Linked DNA regions of Zea mays: region 2 is linked to region 1. Evidence: chromatin contacts called from public Hi-C data. All regions are on one chromosome and are shown on one strand. The core of a region is the stretch at or near the end of the contact, and the rest is flanking DNA. Distances in the headings are between cores, read along the strand shown. Region 1 holds the start of LOC100383536 (putative STRUBBELIG family receptor protein kinase). Region 2 has its middle 130 kb from the start of LOC100278031.

What was found. A called contact is a pair of places that touch in the nucleus more often than the background predicts.
Region 2: a contact with region 1 is called in a Hi-C map of tassel, with 5 times the contacts expected there. The contact joins the enhancer-like site here to the promoter of LOC100383536 in region 1. A contact is called at or near these places in 5 of 25 Hi-C or Micro-C datasets (bundle sheath, ear, leaf and 1 more).

What each region holds. Positions count from the first base shown.
Region 1 is chr5:89,830,768-89,836,622 of Zm-B73-REFERENCE-NAM-5.0, forward strand. LOC100383536 (putative STRUBBELIG family receptor protein kinase) reads right to left here and starts at 2,947. Exons shown (of 17, transcript NM_001176184.2): 1 at 2,532-2,947. The coding sequence starts at 2,652.
Region 2 is chr5:90,095,869-90,101,723 of Zm-B73-REFERENCE-NAM-5.0, forward strand. No RefSeq gene overlaps it. Among protein-coding and RNA genes, the nearest start is that of LOC100278031, 130 kb to the left of the region's middle. Within about 2 kb of position 3,098, at least 15 of the 20 cell types and tissues checked have an H3K27ac peak or open chromatin away from gene starts, as enhancers often do. A contact at or near this core is called in bundle sheath, ear, leaf and 1 more, where this site is marked.

The sequences.
Region 1 (5,855 bases), core at 1,697-4,196:
GTTAGAAAGATGGGACCATGGCCCTGTTTGTTTGGGCTTTTTTCAGCTTCTGGCCACCAAAAGCTGTTGCGCACTGCCAAACGCCCCAGCTATTCAGCCCGCTTCTATAAGAATCGTTTTAGTAAAAATCGTCTAAAATCAACATGAACACAAAATCGGCCGAGTCGTCGCGATAGTAGGAATTCATCGCTTTCTAGATCCTGAACCATTTGAACCACTTCATCTTACTCCGCACGTAATCCCCTCCAGTGTTTACAAGTCGTCCGACTAGTCGGGCTGGTCGCCTGGAAGAGGGCGATTAGGAGGACGACGCGATTAGGGTTTCTAGTCGTCCTAGTCGTCCGACTAGTCGTCGACCTGGGCGATTAGTCGTCTGGTCGAACGCTTCCTGGTCGTTTTTTGTCGTTGCAATTTTGGTACTGGGCTTCACTCAGGTTTTTGGCCCATCTACAGTAGCCCGCCCCTCCAAAAACGCTCCCAGCCGCCAGAAACCCGCCAGTACCCCTCCCAGCCGCCAAAAACCCTACTCCTCTCCTCTGTCCTCTCTGGTTTCTGCCGACGTCTCTGCTCCAGCCTCCAAGTGCTCCAGCCGTCCAGCGGCGTCCAGTACTCCAGTGCTCCGGCATCTGTGCTGCTGCTGATGCATTTTGTTTGGATGCTGATCTGCTCTAGGTAGCAGCCAGTAGCAGCCAGCAGGTAATGCAGTACTTTTTACTGAATTACTGCAAGTAATTATGCCAATATTACTTTCAGTTTGAAATTTGGACTTTGGATGGATTCAGTTTTACACTTTTATTGAATTACTACTAGTTTGCTACTAATTATGCCTATATTATTGCAGAAATGCAGTGTTTATATAGTTAATATATAGTTATATACATATACATATGTCCTTAAATCTATAGGACGACTAACGGACGACCAGAGGTCGACCAGGACCGATTAGGTCGACTAATCGTCGCCCTAATCGCGATTAGTCGCCTGGTCGCGCCTCTCGCTCGACCAGCTGGTCGCCCGACTTGTAAACATTGATCCCCACGATACTCAGATTTTTCTCATAGCCAGATTCTTATAAAAGTTGGCCAGAAAAAGCTGAATCAAACAGGTCACATGTCCGCCACCAATAAGTGCATCCTCCTCGCTGTTTTCATCATCTTCATTGGTGTTTTCACTTCCAGCAACCATTGACCGCAGGCTCAATTCAGCTGGCAGCTAGGTCAAAACCAGAGGATATGCGATACAGCTAGTATATATAGGTGGTGGTATGGTCCTTGAATGCTACCCAACTGACCTGCTGAAGCCCAAGTTGCTTTCTACAGGCTGATTGTTCGACTAGAAAGCACCAACTGGTTGTGGCTAGTCAATGATTGGTCATCTGGTCAAGCAACCAGTGACTAGGAAAACTAATTGAATTGCTTCACCTAATCGATGTCCAAGGGCCGATTTGTCGATGAGTTGGTTAATCGAGCAATTTGAAAACATTGATGATGAGGCATAATAAACACAACAAATGCCTCAGTATGCAACCATACTTAATCAAGCAATCTACATGCATACCAAAGGGCTTTATTCGTTAAAGGTTCCAATTACTTCTAACAAAATTCAGAACTGTATATAACATGTATGGAGCACACTGTCATGAACTAATCCTCATTAGTCATTTACATTTTGTATTAACTCAACTCTCTGCTGCCAAGACCTCTGTCTGAAACAGGTACTGAGCGCATTGCCCGCGAAAGCAGTCATTTGGTCTTTTGCCATTCACCAGAAATCCGGCTCTCTGCCACTCTAAGCTCATCCTGTGTGTACACCATTTACCAACTCCTGAGAGTCTGATGAGACTATAAGCTCAAGTGCTCCACCAAGATCAAAGTTCCCAATGTACCACGGCAGCCTTCAAAAAATTGCACTACACATCTATTTGTCCTTGACTATTTTCAACAGCCACTGAATCTCTAGGAAGCAGTCGCGCTCCTCCCCCGTTGCTATCCACGGATGACGACAACAAATTCATAACACAGGAAGCCGATGCCACCAAATCCTTCCAGGACCATAAACATCGCTCTCAATCCCAAGGCCGAAAAGCACAAGCCGATTGCCGCGTATCATCCATCACTTTGGTTGCTTCCGCAGGCATGCGAGCACGAATTCAACGCCTCCATCAACCCCTCAGGTACGAAATCAGTACGCTGTGAACCCGCGCTACCAAAACGGCTGAATCAACCAGCTCAGCAAAATTCAATTCACATTTCTCAGCACCCACCCACCTAATCCGCAGTGCAACAGTACTACACCACCAAAATCAAATCATCTGATTTATAGTGTCAGTACGCATCCGAATTCCATCACCCTCAGCAACAGTAAACTCCAATCATCACTTCACCGCGCAAACAGCGAAACCCAACCAGACAAACATGCAAGCGACCACGAACCAGTCGGCAGCCCGTGCAGGCAGCTGGTGCGTGCAAACTGCCAACTTACAATCAAGCGGAGGAAGTGAGACAAGAAGCGAGCAGAGCAGGGTGGGTTACCGTCGCCGGCGTCGGTGACCGCGCGCGCCAGCCGCGGCAATGTGGCAGCGGCGATCAGCAGCAGGACGAGGACCGGCGCCGCCCCGAGGCGGACGCACCGGCCGCCCCCCGCCGCCCCCATCACTCGGTCGGGGGCCGGACGAACTCTCGCGCCAGCTAACAGCGCAGCGCCACCTCCGCGCAGCAGCACGGACGCATCAGCCGCCGCGGGCGGTGGCGATCGCGGATACCGAGGCGGCTTGCGTAGATCTAGAGAGAGAGAGAGGGTGGGGGAGAGGTGGATTCTCTGAGGTTTGCTTTCCCGGAGCACGATTCTCCCCTTACGCTCTGCCCCCGTCTGTTTTTGTTGGCTTCTAGAATCTAGCTGTAAGGAGTGGAGAGATAGAGAGAGACTGGGAGTGGCGGCGAAGTGAGAGAAAGGCAGCGGAGGAGGGATGGGGGAGCGTCAAGCGTGGGGGAGCAAGCAACGGGCGTGAAAAGATGGAGAGAGAAAGGGTGGGTACTGTGTGGGAGTGCTGACTGGTGAGGTGAGCGGTGGTGAGGAAAGCAGTGGAGGGAAAGCTTTTTTTACGACAAATGTACCCAACTAGTTAATCAAATTTTACTAAAAAGTTTACTTGAAGTCCTAAACAACTGGAGTAATAGTTTATTAGTTCATAGAACTCAGCTATTAATAGCTAACAACCAGTATGAACTCAACTATTAAGAGCTAACAACTACTCAAGTAGTTCACTAATTTTTAGCTAGATATTTTTAAGTCATAGATAACAAGTAGTTCTAATCTATTTAAAATAGGGTCTATTACACCAGTACAAAAGTACCTGCAGCCACTCCCTCAGTTATCTCCCGCAGTCATATTCTTTCCTTTGTGCACCAAAGAAAAGCGCCAACTGTAACGCCTTTCTTTCCCTTGCTCACTTTATCCAACGAACGAGTTTTTTTTATCTTGTCATCGTATCAACGGGATGGAAACGGGTCAGCTGAACTAAAAACCCGCTCACGATCATACTTGTGAGTTTATTTAGGGTGTGTTTGGTTGCATTGACAGAATGGATGGAACCAGATGATCCCTCAAATAAGGTTGTTTGGTTTAGGGTCAGTGGCTGGGACAGGACTATCCAAGTGTTGTCCACAGTTATCTCTCAAAATTAGAGGAATAAGAGAGGACGTCAGGGGACGTCTCTGTCCTGGCTGTCCCGCAACCAAACGCACCCTTAAACCCACCTATAATCATATCTACGAGTGCAATTCCAAACTCTCACCGAACCTGTCGGGTTTAGGTGGATTTCGAATCACTCACGGGTTTTAAATTAGTGTACACTTTTAAATAATAATTCAGCTATAAGCAATTAAATATTGCCGTGGTTTTAGAAATCGGAGAAACAATATAATTTATGTTCGGTGGAGGAGGCTAGCGTGGACTCACACCGAGTGATGAATTAAGTGACTAGAGAGGATTATACTGGTTTAGACTCGCACCCTACGTCCAGTGTAGTGTTGATCGTTGTATTGCTCTTGGAAGCGTGTTATAAAGAGAAGTGTGAGAACGAGAGAAAGGAAGAACTCTGGCTGAATGCCCCTCACACTCTCCTTAGTTTAAAAGAGTAGGGGGCAAAAAAACCGTAATCCGCTACCTAAACCTAAATTATCCGAACCCGATTTTTATTTAAGAATTTCAGATAACAACTTTAAAAACCCAAATTAATTTAGATAATTCGGCTACCATCCTCCGGTACCCGAAATACCCCGAACTCACTACCCATGAGTCGTTTGCTGTTTAGAAAGCGAGTTTTCCATTGTTTTCTAGATAGGGGAGAGAGGGAGTACGTACATTGGTAGCATTGCACATTTTTTTCTTCCTGATCCCGTTGAGTATATTTGATGTACAACTAAAATACTAAATTGCTGGGACTAAGAGGGTGGTTGTTTGAGATTATAATTTGTCTAAATTATATAATTCAATAAATTTTAAACTAAATGTTAGGGGGTGTTTGTTGGGATTATAATCTGTCTAGATTATATAATCTAACAAATTTTGAACTAAGTGTTAGTTTAAAATTTGTTAAATTATAAATCTGGATAGATTATAATCGCAAATAAACATATCTTTAGTTTAAAATTTGTTGAATTATACAATTTGAACAGATTATAATCGTAAACAAACACCCCCTACACTATACCACGGAACATTATTTGCAACTTATGGTCTGTCGGTAAAATCAGTTTTACCGACGAACTATAGGTTGGTAAAGACCTTTACCGACGGACCACGAACGTCGTTGCAAGCTGTGTCGGTAAAACTTTTACCGACCGACCGTTGTTTTACCGACTTATCTTCCGTCGCTAAAAGAGAAGTTTTACCGACGCTTCATCATTTGGTAATAATAGTATTACCGACTCTCTAAGAGTTGCAGCTGCCATGTAAGGTCCATGTTCATTGTTCAATACAGAGGAACTAGCTTCTCCATGTAAGGTCCATGTTCTATACCCTTTTAAAAATCCATCACAAATCAAGTGTTCTCGAACTTCAATAGCCTCCCGCCAAAATGAGTTGACACACTTCCTACAAGGGCATAAAATCTTGCTTCCTACCGCTGAATTTTTTAATGCAAAAGCTAGAAAACTATTCACCCCTTGTGTATAGGCCTTTGTCTCCCTACATGCAATTTCTATGTTAAATATCAAGATAACCACGTAGCACATTTTTTTAGTTATTGTGAAAAAAAGTTGTATTGTACCTAGCCACATTGTCGATCCACGATTTATCCATGTGTGTTATTACGGATATGATAGAGCTTCTAAGAACATATAACAAGCATAAAAACTTTGCTGCATACACTCAAAGATAATGAACAAACACACAATTGAACCGGAAACAAGGTAAATTAGTTGAACTTACCTTACACTAGAGCTCGACAATCTCCTAGTTGTTTTTGGATTTTCTGAACTACAACACCTTCCTTTCCTTGCTGCCCCTGCCGTACCAAAGATTTGTAGGATCTTGTGTTTATTATCAGCTATTCTTATGCTAACATATCAGCTACATAACAAGAAGAAGGAAAAAACAAGTTTGCAGTGAACTCACACGAATCTGTTTTGCTAGGCTTAATATTGCAAGAACCTTGAACCAACTTTTAATCCTGCATGCAAGAAAGAACAAAAATGTTGAATACATGCTAGAGAAAAAAATGTTGCAAGCTAGAGAAAAAAAATGCAGCCAGCATGAACTAAAATCCTCCGTGGAAAAAAATGTAGCTAACAAAGGTCGGTAAAAATCCTCCGTGGTATAGTGCTAAGGCTATATTTGTTTCTATCTTAGATTAT
Region 2 (5,855 bases), core at 1,848-4,347, 270 kb after region 1:
AGTATGACTTATGAACTTGTGATCATAGATTTCATGTTTTTTAAGTGCATGTATATCATTATTAAAACTATATTTTTTTTAATTTAATAGGGTGTTAATTTAGCTGCCACAACTGTTCGGGAATACCCGAATCCGAACCCAAAATTTTGGGTACCTGAATTTTTGGGTATTGTAAAACCCGTTGTAATTTCAAGTACCGATTCTTAGAATCCAAAATTTAAATTACCTAAATTACCCAGCCCAAATTTTTCGGGTAACCAGAACGCCCACCCCTAGCTAGCCTCATTGATGACTACTTGGGTTTGATGGCCTAGTGTTTAAAATTTTGTATACTAGATTGTTGCATTGCGTTACATATCATTTACGCATGAACAGATGAACATGTTTACATATATGTGCTTGTGGCATGTGGTAAACTGGTATGTGTAATTGTGTATGCGAGTTAAACTAGTGAACATGTGTATTGCGTACTTATGTTGAATGAACAGATGAGTGAACTATGTTAGTTTGTTGTTAAATTAATGTGGTCTGTAAAAATATGAGCAACATTACTCCTTTATCTAATGCACTGTATAATCCACCAATTTAAACTATACACCAAGATATGTCCAATATCCATATGGCTAGGCCTTACATGAGGGTTGGATGTTCTGGTGACGTGCCGGGTGGCTGGCTTCGGTTTGGACAGGGATCGTTGTGGGAGTTGGCTCATGCTGATTCTTAGGCCTCTAATCTAATCGGCGTTCAGGTGCCTACCATGATCGCTAGGCCTAATCAAGTGTAGGATGTTTCGGATGTGTGGTGAGGCTTTAATTGTAGTGGGTCGAACCCGCCTGTCGTGGATGGAGCGGAGTTTCTAAGGCCATCGGCTCCCTACGCCACCAAGGCATGGATCCGGTGCGAGCCCGGGGAGAGTGATCGACCCTTTATAGCCGATATGACCTGGGGAGGAGGGGGCAAACATGGCTCGGACTAACGTTCGTACATGTTTTTGCATGCAGGGAACCTATTCGGAGCATGTCGACACCTTGCTGATCGAGTATAGGTCGTGTGTCATGCCAGACGAACCTTGAAGCCTAGCCATATGTTAGGATCTAGACCATTGACCGAGGAACCCGGGCCTACCAGCAGCCCCGGGAGCCTTCCGGCTTCTCGTGTCGCCTGTTGTCTCTCGCTGATTAGATTCGGGTGGCAACAGTATGACTTATGAACTTGTGATCATAGATTTCATGTTTTTTAAGTGCATGTATATCATTATTAAAACTATATTTTTTCTAATTTAATAGGGTGTTAATTTAGCTGCCACAACTGTTCGGGAATACCCGAATCCGAACCCGAAATTTTGGGTACCCGAATTTTCGGGTATTGTAAAACCCGTTGTAATTTCGAGTACCGATTCTTAGAATCCAAAATTTAAATTACCTAAATTACCCAGCCCAAATTTTTCGGGTAACCAGAACGCCCACCCCTAGCTAGCCTCATTGATGACTACTTGGGTTTGATGGCCTAGTGTTTAAAATTTTGTATACTAGATTGTTGCATTGCGTTACATATCATTTACGCATGAACAGATGAACATGTTTACATATATGTGCTTGTGGCATGTGGTAAACTGGTATGTGTAATTGTGTATGCGAGTTAAACTAGTGAACATGTGTATTGCGTACTTATGTTGAATGAACAGATGAGTGAACTATGTTAGTTTGTTGTTAAATTAATGTGGTCTGTAAAAATATGAGCAACATTACTCCTTTATCTAATGCACTATATAATCCACCAATTTAAACTATACAAAACTTAGGGTGTGTTTGGTTTGGCTTTTGGCTTTGGCTTTTGCCCCCTAAAAGCCAAAAGCCAACCAAAGGGCTGAATCCAGGAAGCAGCTTTTTCTAAAAGCCGACTTTCTCGTAGTGCAAAACTGAAAGCACCCCTAGACCTGCTTTTAGTGGCTTTTGGATGGAACTGTGAAAACATATATCGAAGAAATTTTAACGATTTTTAGTGGTTTCCACCAAACGATTTTTAGCTTTTTAACAGCACACAGCCTACAGCAGCTTTTTCCACAGCTCACAGCCCACAGCAACTTTTTCCACAGCCACAGCCCAACCAAACAGACCCTTAGCCAACTGACACCCACACCTATAGCATCCACTAAATCCACCAAAAAACACCAATCTTAACACACAATCAAGACCAACATTTCAGATCGTTGTATAAACCTCTCTCTTACCCACTCAAATCTAATAGACAATATTATTTAGATCAACCCTCCCCCTCCCCCTCCTCCTTCCCGGCGACCCCGCCGCCCCCAGCCTACCCCTTCTTCCCCTTTGACACCACCGCCCCTCCCCCTTCCTTCACTCGCGTTGTTGCCGTCATCGACTACTCCACTCTTCAGGATCGTAGTGTTAACACGACCTATATGCTAGTGATGTTAAATTGGTTTAGAGTTAACGAGCAACTGATTATGTTGGCATATATATGTATGTATATAGCTTTTCTATGACTCGTGAGCTAAATGAGCCAGCTTGATCTAGAAAACGAGCCAACCCGAGTCGGTTCTCTGGCTCGGTTCCTTAACGAGTTGAGCCAAGCCAAGCTAGCTCGATATCTAGCCTTATATGGATCCTATGTAAAGAATCAAGATCATGCAGCATCTCACGAACACAATATTTATAGAAATAAATAATCAAACCAAAATAAACTAGATGGAAAGGAAAACTAAAATCTAGAATAATTTTTTAAAAAAAACATGTACAACATATACATATGATATGTATTTCATGTAAGTAAAAAAACAAACAAACAAATTGAAAATAATTAATAAAAATAAATTATTAGAGTAATTTAATGAAATACATGAAACAGATAAAATAAAAAGAAAAGAGAAAATGAAAGGCAAAATAAATAGAAGAAAAAAACTTAAGAAATTAATTAAGTAGAGTAAAATAAAAAAATAAATGAAAGTAGTATAAAAATATAAAAAAAGAAATATACCATATAAACCAAAAAGTAAAGAAAGAGTACATAGATCACATGGGCCACTCGCCATCCCAGCTCAACAAGCCAACGCTCTTACAGCCCAGCACTCTTTCTTTACGGTCAAGAAACCGCGGCGGCAGCAGGCCAACAACATGGGCTTCGAAGCAGGTCTAAGCAAGATGCACAGAGCGACAACAGCGACTCGTGGTGCGAGTTGTAAGGGGCAAGGAAATTTCGGTGATCAGTGTGCACTGAACACCGAACCGAAATAATGGACATCGAAATAGTCGGTTTCTTAAGGGCTGTTTGGTTTGTTGATTCATCTTCCACAATTTACCACGTCTAATGTTAGCAAGTTAGGCATACGTTTGGTTTAGAGCTACAATTATGACAAGATTTTTTTTCTGCTATGTAGGTCTCATTCGTCAATAACTTGTAAAAGCGTGACAATATTACACTATACAAATAATGCTACTCCTATGACCAACTAATCAGACGTGTGATTTTTTTCAAAGACACAACAGTCCTAGTCCTCAGAAGGTTCATCAGAGAACGCACGCTTATTGTGATATCAATTAATGTCGTTCTGAGTAAGTGGAGGATTAGAATGATAATACATTTTGTTGCTTCTATAGCAAATATATAGCTGTTAAACATGTCCCCTTTTATTCGTCACTGTTATCATGCCAGGCTCTCTATCAACCTATATTGAGCGCTTATTTGATACTGAAATAAATTTGAGAGGATGAGAACAAAATATTCTATTGCTGACAGGGAATGTGGTTTGTCGCTGACCTATTTGGATTGGATCACAAGAAACGAGTTTGTGTTTAACAGTTTTCAACCAGAATTTTTTTTTGTTTTCATATATTATTCAGGGGACACGTACATGGACTCTAGTTATTGCTATATATACCGAGGAACTGAAGGATCATCCAGTACACTGTTTTCTTGACAGTCCACATGTCGTCTATGGAATCCACATGTCAACAGTACAACATTCTCTACATACATACGTATAAAAGAGCACTTTCTTCCTCACAGTCACAGAGGCAGTGTCGCTCCACTGCTGCCCTCCATGACCATCTCAGACCGACCGTCCTCATCCTTCCCCCAGCAGGCACTGCATGGCTGCATGAGCTGCCACGCTGCTCACCAGAGAGATCTCACGCCGCGAGTAGGTGCCCCCTACAGACAGTGCAGTGGTTAGGGGACAAATGCAAGGACACTTGAGGTCGACGAGCATGCTGATTGCTGCATGCAAGGAAAGCACCTTCACTTTGGCGGCTAGACCCTTCGTTTTTGCGCCATGATGGGCAGCCATTGTTGACTCCCACTGCACACTGATCAGCTCAAATCTCCTCAAGCGCAACCTACATGTCCTAACACTGCCATGCCATGCGTATAGCAACTTTTAAACAACACACACTTTCCATCTTCCACATGCCTCGCGAGAGACATATATATATGAGCCACTAGCAGCTTTAGTTTGAGGGTCAAATCCAGTTTCACAGTACTAGCAGCTGACACAGCGTCATAAATATATGACACTGTTAACTTTTTTTTGAATGGAGGAGGTAGTAAAAGGCAGCATCATGTCATTTTGTTAGTGCTATGAAGTGGAGAAGAGCATAATCAAAAGCGAGCTCGTAATTTTGTGGGCAACAAGTAAAAAAAGTGGTAGTAAAGATTAAAGGAAAAAAGAGCCGATATAAAAGAGAAAAAGGCATGGGAAAAGGGCCCCGGCCCAGCCCACAAAAGGGGGAACGCCTTTTACTTATTACGCAAGGCGTAAATGTTCCGCAATACTAGTGTGTTCGCATGCAACAGTGTATTCGTACACGACACTAGTTTCTTGCCAGTATCAATATGTCCTCGGTGTTGGTTCTAGAAATAATTAAATAAATAAATAAATAAACATATAAGTGTTTTTATATATTTGTATATATAGAGTGTTAATGTGTGTGTCCACGCATTACATGATGTGCCTGGCCCCACTCGTCAACTTGCACGCCGGAGCTGCGGCGGCGTGCAAACCCTCGAGATGAACCTCGAGGCGAAGAAGGATGAGGGACATCCTTTATCACGTTGCTGCACAGGCCATTATGCTTGTCGATCCATGGATCATGGATGTCACCTCCCCCATTCATGCCCATATGGCCCATGGGCAGTCACTTTCGCCTGCGGGGAGAGCCATATGCACTGTCTCACTCTGTCAGGACAGGAAAACTGTTTCGAGTACAAATAACCATATGCATCCTAATTAACTTCTATCTTCTGCCACTATATTTAAGCCCCGAAATATACTTCCTCGACTCTGACTTACAGGTCACATTAAAATTTAGATACTAGATCAAATATGTCAAACCTACGCGAAAAAAGTGGAAGGTCGTGAGCGGCTCGACCTCAGAATGGCTCGAGCCAGCCGAGCGGAGCCATGTTTTCGAGCTCGTTGAGGCAACAAGCCGAGCCGCTCTGGCTCACGAGCTGCACAAAATTAATCAACTTACACAATAATGATGGATATTGAATAATTTTATAAATATCTGACTCGTTTCTTAGTCTTTAATGATGGATATATGACAATTATAATTTATATTATTTGTAATTTTGTATTATGATTATTTATTTCACATTTATATACTATTATTTCATTGTATAATGCAATATTAGTTTTTAAGGTGCAGCTCGCGAGCCGAGCCGGCTAGCGAGTCTCCTTTTATAGCTCGTTGAGTAGGCGAACTGAGCCGAGCTCGATCACTTAGCGAGTCACACTGAGACTCGATCCGAGCTCAGCTCGGTTTGACTCGTTTTCAGCCCTACTTAAGCGTCTTCTGAATTGTTATTATTGTTAAAATTATCTACCAGAAATA